Linked DNA regions of Oryctolagus cuniculus: region 1 is linked to region 2. The links are chromatin contacts, called in public Micro-C maps. All regions are on one chromosome and are shown on one strand. Each heading gives the region's core, a stretch centred on a gene start, on an enhancer-like site or on the middle of the called end of the contact. The rest is flanking DNA. Distances are from core to core; before and after follow the strand shown. Region 1 holds the start of SSR3 (signal sequence receptor subunit 3). Region 2 holds the start of TIPARP (TCDD inducible poly(ADP-ribose) polymerase).

Region 1 (4,123 bases), core at 277-2,776, 140 kb before region 2:
AGTATGTAATAAATACTGTCTCTGGAAAAAATATACTTACTTGTGCTTGAGAACAAACTTCACATTCTTGTATGCAAAGGCTACCAAATAAGTGCTTATTAGGGTCATCACACTATACAGAACAGCAGACTGAATAAGATCCATATGCCATATTCGCCAATATAACCCTGAATTAAGATAAGAGGGGGGGTAACAAAAAGAAACATTACTCCCATTATGAAAGCCTCCTGAATTACGTTATGCTAAGCCTGGAAAAACGCAGTCAGACTTAGGGAATCCTACAGTATCTGAGGATCTTCAGAAGTGAGACATCCAGCAACAAACTCCAGCTTTCCCAATTCCAATCGCTTGAAAAACATAAACTTCCTATTCCTCGTCCAGATAAAATTTCAGCTTCTTTGAAAATCAGAACAAACTCTGGCTCAACAAAAATCATAAGACCGCCAATTGCATTCGAAGGGGCATTTATTTGTCTAAATTCAGGACATTCCAAAAAGCCACGTGCGGTCTCAAACCATCCATTCACTTGCTGACGTGGCTGTTATCTGAAATCAGGGCAATGCTTGGTTGCGCCAGGAAGCCACGGGGCTCCAGGCTACCGTCATGGCACGCTCAGTTTTAGAAGGCCGAAGAAGAAGATACATTTGCATTCGATTGCCCAAAAACAGGGCACGAGTGCGAGATGGGAAATGGAAACTCGGGAACTCTGAGCTCTAAAAATGACCCAGGCCGAGGCTGCAAACCGCTACTCATCCAAGTGAGAACTCTCTAATTGCTCTCACAGGATTACCAAAAGGTCTGACCAAGGCCAACCTGTCTTATTTTGCGAATCAGGAAAACGATGCTCGGCGGTGTGGAGCGGTGCTCGAAAGGACACACCTCGAAGTGACTTGCCAGGGTTACGCGATGGGTGTCTGGCCCACTCCGTGAGCCTCCCCAAAATAGGCAGCGCCCGCAGTGTGCCAAAGGGCAGCAGGCGATACGCTTGAGTGACGGCACCGTAAACCCCCGGCGGGCGTCTGTTTAAACGCAGACTCGGATCTGCCATCCCGGGACGCGTGAATCACAACCTCCAGGGGTGGGTCCCGCAACGGGCGCGCTTCTCCAAAGCGCCGCGAGCGACTTCCCTGTGTTGCAGCACAACCACAGCCTCTTACGAGAACTCCGAGGCCCAGAGCCGCACGGAGCCAGGAAGAGCTCGGGCCTCACGGGTCCGCCGCGCCCTGCCACGTTCCCGCCCAGCCCGACCCGCCGCGGCCTCCCCGGCCCGCCTCGCTCCAAGCACTCACAGATGGGGATGGCGGACACGATGAACGCGTTCCCGAAGAACAGCGCGGAGGACTTGGCCGACAGGTTGCGGCTGAAATCCTGCAGGAGCAGGTCCTCCTCGGACTGTTGCTTGGAGCCGCCTTTGGGAGCCATGGCGGAGCAGGAGCCGAGACCTGGGAAGGCCGAGCGGGACGGGAAACCGGGCCGAGGCCTCTGGCCCCGCCCCCGCGGCCGCCGTATCCGCTAGCGACCCGTCAGCGCCGCGCGTGGAGGCGGGACCCTGCGCGGCGCGGGGACAGTCTCCCCAGGATTGGTCGGCCTGCTGTCACTCCGTAGGCTTTCCTGCGTGATTGGGCGAGCGGGCCAGACTTCCGTAGGCCTGACCAGCCACGGGACGCGTCTAGCCGAAGAGAAGGAAGGGATTTGTAGTTTAATGTGTGCTTTTTAAAAAATGACAAAACTTTATTGGCATGCCACATCACGGCTATTGACAGACTCACACGATCCGAAGGTTCAGAAATCCCAAATAAAAGCTCTTCTGACCGGGTAGTACTCATTCATTCATTCAGCGTGCATATGTTTAATGTACTCTGTGTGCGCCCAGCACTGGGGGCATTGGAGGAGGAAAAAGGGATAGGTAGCACGTGTAGGATTTCTCCTCCTTTACACCTCCGCTATTGCGTTAACTACCTTCATGAATCTTGGCTGCATATCGTTCACCCCATCGCAGATGGAGAGCTTACGGGTGGGTGACTGGCAGGGCTGGTCTCCGAAGTGTGGCGTTATTTGCATCGAAATAACGGGCTACTTCTGAGGGAAAAAGAAAACAGCCCATTCGAATACACTTACAAATTCCTAGTATTTTATTACTGATTTTTTAAAGATTAATTTATTCATTTGAAAAGTCAAAGCTACACAGAGAGAAAAAGAGAGGCAGAGAGAGGTGTCTTCCATCCGCTGGTTCACTCCCCAGTTGGCCGCAACGTCTAGAGCTGCGCAGATCCGAAGTCAGGAGCCAGAAGCTTCTTCTGGGTGTTCCCACATGGGAACACTTATTATCCAGGCCAGGGAACACTGCTTTCCCAGGCCACAGCAGAGAGCTGGATCAGAGGTGGAGCAGCCAGGACTAAGCCGGCTCCCCTATGGGATGCTGGCAATGCAGGCAGTGGCTTCAACCGCTCTGCCACAGTGTTGGCCCCTGTTACTGACCTTTTAACTAACCCTTTAGGGTTGCCAAGCTAAATAGAAAATAACACTAAGTAAAGACAACGTGGTGGCATGCCTGTTAATACTGCCACTGCCATTTTTAACTCCTCGGATGATCACCTTTTATTCAGAAAAGAATACTCAGCCACATCAATCTCTGCCAATGGTTCTTTGCTTCACTGATAACACCCAAACATCCTGGCAAGTCAGGCAAAACTTGCTCAATCTCCAGCTGCCCCGATCAGCAGGTTTGTAGATAACTTTCTCCTCACCTTTTCCAAATCGTAATCGATCTCCATGGCCTTCCTCCTAATTGAGCTTTCCATCTTCAATCTTTTTCAGCTGATTCTCTGCAAAGTACCAAAGTGAGTTTTCCTGAAGTATAAATCCTTTCCTTATTCTACCACGCTTAGGAAAAGTCTTCAAAAAGTTCACAGAGAGTACACATTATTTTTTAATTCATCTTCCCACGAACTTCTCAAGTAACTTTGTATTCCCAAAGTCCAGAAGTTTTCACCAATGAATGGCAAACGTTAAAAGTAAAAGTAGATCATCTAGTGAATATGTCAGAAAATATATTTATTTTAAGATATCTGGGTTTATGTCTTTTATTTTGTTAAAATGCTATTTTACTACATAATGATAATAGGAAAAAAAACTCTTCTTTCTCTTACAACACACTCCTCTTCCAGGGTTTCCTACCTTAGTAAGTTCCATCCTTTTTTTTTTTTTTTTTCCCATTTGCTGTAGTTCAAAAAGGATAGATTGCAATACCATTTTTTTTTCCCTTCTCCATCTATGACCAACTCATAAATAGAACTTTCTGGATCTGTTTCCTTCTGGCTACTTATGAATCAAGAATATAAAAAGAAGACAAAGGGTAAAAATCAGAAAACTACAAAAAGGGCAAAAATCATCAGTATATTTCAAAGGAAAGGAAGAGAATAAGACATAATAATGATGAGATTAAAAAAATGTGAGAAGAAAATTTCATGGCTACAATAGGAAAGAAGCTTGAAATGTTGAGTAGATAAAAATGTTAAAATTGAAGTGGTCAAAAGAAGCTAGCTGATAAAACTTATACACTTTGGGGGTCGGCACCGTGGCTCACTTGGTTAATCCTCTGCCTGAGGCGCCGGCATCCCATATGGGCGCTGGGTTCTAGTCCCGGTTGCTCCTCTTCCAGTCCAGCTCTCTGCTGTGGCCCGGGAAGGCAGTGGAGGATGGCCCAGCTGCTTGGGCTCCTGCACCCGCATGGGAGACCAGGAGGAAGCACCTGGATCCTGGCTTCAGATCGGCATAGTTCCGGCCATGGTGGTCATTTGGGGGTGAACCAACGGAAGGAAGACCTTTCTCTCTGTCTCTCTCTCTCTCTCACTAACTCTGCCTGTCCAAAAAACAAGTATACACTTTGTAAAACTAAGGATTCTAGGTATAAACAGATTATAGTCTACATTAGAAAGAATTTTAAATCTTTTTCATAAGAGCAAATTAGAGAAATATGTTGGGCAATGATGAATATACTAAACAGTGGAGTAGCATTTTCTTGCACCCAAACTAACTACTTCCTTTTAAAGAGCACCAGGATCTAAGGTTATGGCGTATATAAGTCGAGCCATTACACTGGACAAGCAGGATAAACAACATG
Region 2 (3,827 bases), core at 841-3,340:
AAATTAAAAAAAAAATAAAATAAAACAGCTAAAGTTTTCAACTGCCTCAAGTAATATTTGAGTTCAGGACCTGAGGAGGAAAGATTTTAAGATGAAACCCTAAAAAGCTACATCTGGAAGTAACTTTTAATTATTAATTCCTGATTGGAGTTCTGGTGATCTGCCTTGAATCTCAGTGGTCCTCATGAGCCATTTTCCCCCAATGTCTACAGTCTTGTGTAAGTTCCATCCCACACTGATGCTGAGCTTGGTCATATGACTTGCTCTGGCCAAGGACACATGAGTAAGACTGATACAAGAAAAGGTTTGCATATTGAGTTTGTCTTATATCCCTTCTTGCAACCTTAGGATTACCATTGTGTGAAGAAATCTTAAATCAGCCACATGGAAAAGCAATGTAGAGAAAAACAAGGAATGAACCCAACAACCTTCCATCTTTGTGCTCCAACATCCTTAGCTTCCATCTTCATATTTTCCACACCACGCTCATCTTCTTCTCTGTTATGAGACTCCATCTCTATCCACATGTCCCAAGACATATGGCCTTGTTGAGCCATCCTAGCCTGGCCATCTGAGACACCCTAATCAACACCCCAGACATGGTGGAGCAGGGATCAACCACTTGTAGTATGCCCTGACTGAATTCCTGAGCCAGACAATTCAGAATCATGAGCAAATATAAGGATTATTGGTTTAAGTTGTTCCGTTTTTGGTTTGGACACAGCAACAAATAACTGAACCACTACCAAAACAATAAAGAACATGTAACAATCTATTTGTTAGAAGAGAATGGAATTAAAAATTCCAAAGGAAGGCAGGAAAGAAAAGTAAAGGAACAAAACAGCGGAGACAAATTGAAAGCAAACAGTAAGATGGTAAACTTAAATATTTGCTTCTAGGGAATTCTATGTATGAGTAGTCACAGATCAAGATCTTTTCTCGATACAGTTTTGAAAGCTAAGGATGCTTGTTTTTTAACCAATCGGCCTCTGAATTCTACCCCATCAACTCCACCTTAGTTTTATCTTGATGGACTTGAAATAAACCTGCTGGGAGGTACCACCCTTTACTCCTCGCTGGTGTTCCTACCTAGGCTGATTTAGAACAGGGTACTAAAGGCTTGGAACCGTGTTCCTATCATCGTTCCCTCTAAAGTCCCGATTTTTCCTATTAATCCCTGTCTGGGATTACCAGGATACCCTGACCCGCGCTCATCCCTCCCCATTTTAAATATATATTTATATATAGGAATTATATTAACTTAATGTAGTGTTTCTTTCCTCACCACCGAAAATGTATACAATACGCGGAGTTACACTTCAAAGAATTTTACAATCCAGAAAAAATGGCTATTTCACACTCGGTGTACAGTTCGGTGACCCCTGGGTGCTCCGCTAGCGCCCTGAGGCCAGGCACGGGGCCCGGGCGCTTCGGGGCCTTGCCCGGCCCGTAACTGGCGCTCTGACGGAACATGTTCGTTAAATGAGTAACTAAGTCCGTATGGTGTGTGTGGGCCTGAAAACACACGTAAACGCGCTTCCACGGTCAAACGCCCTAAGCTATACTGCGCAGCCCGTCCCGCCCAACCGGCGCGGGGCAGGCGACCCCGTCTGGCGGCAGCCGCGGTGGCAGCCGTTTGCCTCCTTTCTGGGTCGGGCGGCGTCCGTGGCTGGGAGCGTCTCGTGTGGAGGCAAATAAACAAAGCCAACCGCACCGAAACGGGTCGTTCCGTTTCACATCCTCCCTCACATCGGGTGCCCAGGTCTACTTGGAACAAAGTGACCCTCCATCTGTCCGCAGGCAGGTGGAGCCCGCCCCACGTAGCGCGCGCCTCCTGCCCTCCCAGCCCGCGCTCCTCGGCGCGCGTAGACGCGGACCCTGCAGGACCCCGCCGGCCCGCGAAGGGACACGCCCCCTCGCGGGAGCACAGGGCCGCAGCACGCACACCCCCGCGCCACCCCGCGAGCGAGCGAGCGAGCGCGCACGCGCGCGCGGGGGGCGGGCCTCCTCTTCCTGGCACCCACTGAGCGCCCGGCCCCCTCACCCCACCCCACCCCCCGCCGCCCAGGCTCCGCCTCCGCGACGGGGCCGCCGGGAGGAGGCGACCGGAAGCCACTTAAAGCAGAGCTCGAGGTGACAGGCGAGCGATCTGGAACGGGAGCGCGGTCCAGCCTTTCTGCGCTCGCGGCGGCGGAATGGCCCGTGCGCGGCTCGCCGCTTCGCCAGCCTGCGACCCCTAGACGCCGGCACCCGTCTCCGTGCCGACCCCTGGCGCGGACGCTGCTCTGGACGTCCGTTTTCTCAGCCTGCCCGTTCAGGTAAGGGGCGCCGGGTGGGCTCTGAGGGGACGAGGGACCCTAGTCGGGATGGCGGGCGCTGGCCTCGCGGCCCCGGTCCCCCGCCGGGAGAGTGCCGGGCTCTGGCAGATCGGGCTAATTGGTTTTTAGACTGTCTTTGTACCGAATTCCCTCGGATCCGATCCCGTCAGTATCAGGGTGGGATTCGTTTACACTTCTAAGTCGTCTTACACACCCAGAGCCTTTGGCAGGTGTACTAATGGGACGCTGGAGATTTTAGACGCTGAAGATTTAGTCGGGGTCGCCAGAGTCTGCCCCTGCCCGTCAGGGCGGGCGGGCGGGCGGGCTGGGGCGCGTCTTTGCGGGCAGACCCTGGCACTCTGAGGCGCGGAGGAACCCTTCGCAGCCCCGGGGGAGGGCGCGGCGGCTGCGGGAGCCTTCCGGGCACCCCGCGCTCCGGGCTGCAGCCCAGAAGTTTGCAGGCGGCTTTCGCGTGAACTTTTTCGGCTTCGCCGCCCGCGAGCCGGCCGCCGCGCTCGCTTGGCCGCTTGGCGGCTGAGTTGGGCGAGCCCCCCGGGAGTCGCAGGACGCTCCTCGGGAGGTGCAGCCGGAATTCAGTGTGGAAGGCGCCGGGAGAGGGGGATGCGGGGACGCCGGGGCTCGAAGTTGGTTGAGGGGTGGGGGGCGCCCGGGCGTCTGTCGGGGCGGGAACGCTCCGCGGGACCCCAGGGATTGCGGGACCCGGCGGCGCCTCTGCACCGTGGCGCGGAGCGGCGGCGCCTCGGGGCCCCGAGCTGCGCCAACCGCCGCGGCCGGCAGGAGGCGTCGCTCGGACCCGAGCTGGCGCCCGGGAGTCGCGCGGCGGCGGGCGGTTTCCATGGAAGGTGTGATGGGCGTCACGAGGTGAGAGGTGGCGCGGTGTGTCGCCTGCAGCGGGGCCCTGGAGGAAGTGCCCTTCCAATCTTTATTTTTCTGTTATGCAAACTAATTGAGGAACTACTCGAGTTCTCTCTTCTTCTCCCCAGTTTTGTTTCCGAGTTTGACAAGGGGCAAGAACAGGAAAAGTTGGTGTGTGTGTGCGGGCGTGTGTGTGTGTGTGTGTGTGTGTGTGTGTGTGTGCGCGTGTGCGCGCGCGCGCGTGCACGTCTAAGTAAAATTGCTTTAGTGGCTGCTCTGCCTTGATTGGGTGTGATAGGAGTGGTTTAGTTTGTGGTGTGCGTGGGGGAAGGCACAGGCCGGTTTGGTGTGGTGGAGAGGGAATACCACAATCTGTGCCAATTGTGCCTTGAGGCAAGAGCACCGAATGATGAATAATAACGCCTGGCTTGGCTGCTTTCCAGTTGATTTATGTCTCATGTCAGATCCCTCCTTCGTGAAGCTTTCCCTAATAATGCCAGCTCACACCGCTCTCTCCTATTTCTGCCTTTTCCTTTTGTGCTTACCATGTGTACTGATAGTTTGTTATATACTGTTTTATTTTTCTGAATATTATTACGCTCTTTTTACACATAGCTTTATGAACGTCTCCAG

Evidence for each region. A called contact is a pair of places that touch in the nucleus more often than the background predicts.
Region 1: a contact with region 2 is called in a Micro-C map of ear pinna, with 5 times the contacts expected there. The contact joins the promoter of SSR3 here to the promoter of TIPARP in region 2. A contact is called at or near these places in 5 of 6 Hi-C or Micro-C datasets (ear pinna, embryonic fibroblasts, psoas muscle and 2 more).

Annotation. Positions count from the first base shown.
Region 1 is chr4:124,338,540-124,342,662 of mOryCun1.1, reverse strand. It overlaps SSR3 (signal sequence receptor subunit 3), which reads right to left and starts at 1,526. Exons shown (of 5, transcript XM_002716322.5): 1 at 1,290-1,526; 2 at 41-167. The coding sequence starts at 1,422.
Region 2 is chr4:124,200,811-124,204,637 of mOryCun1.1, reverse strand. It overlaps TIPARP (TCDD inducible poly(ADP-ribose) polymerase), which reads left to right and starts at 2,090. Exons shown (of 6, transcript XM_002716323.5): 1 at 2,090-2,318.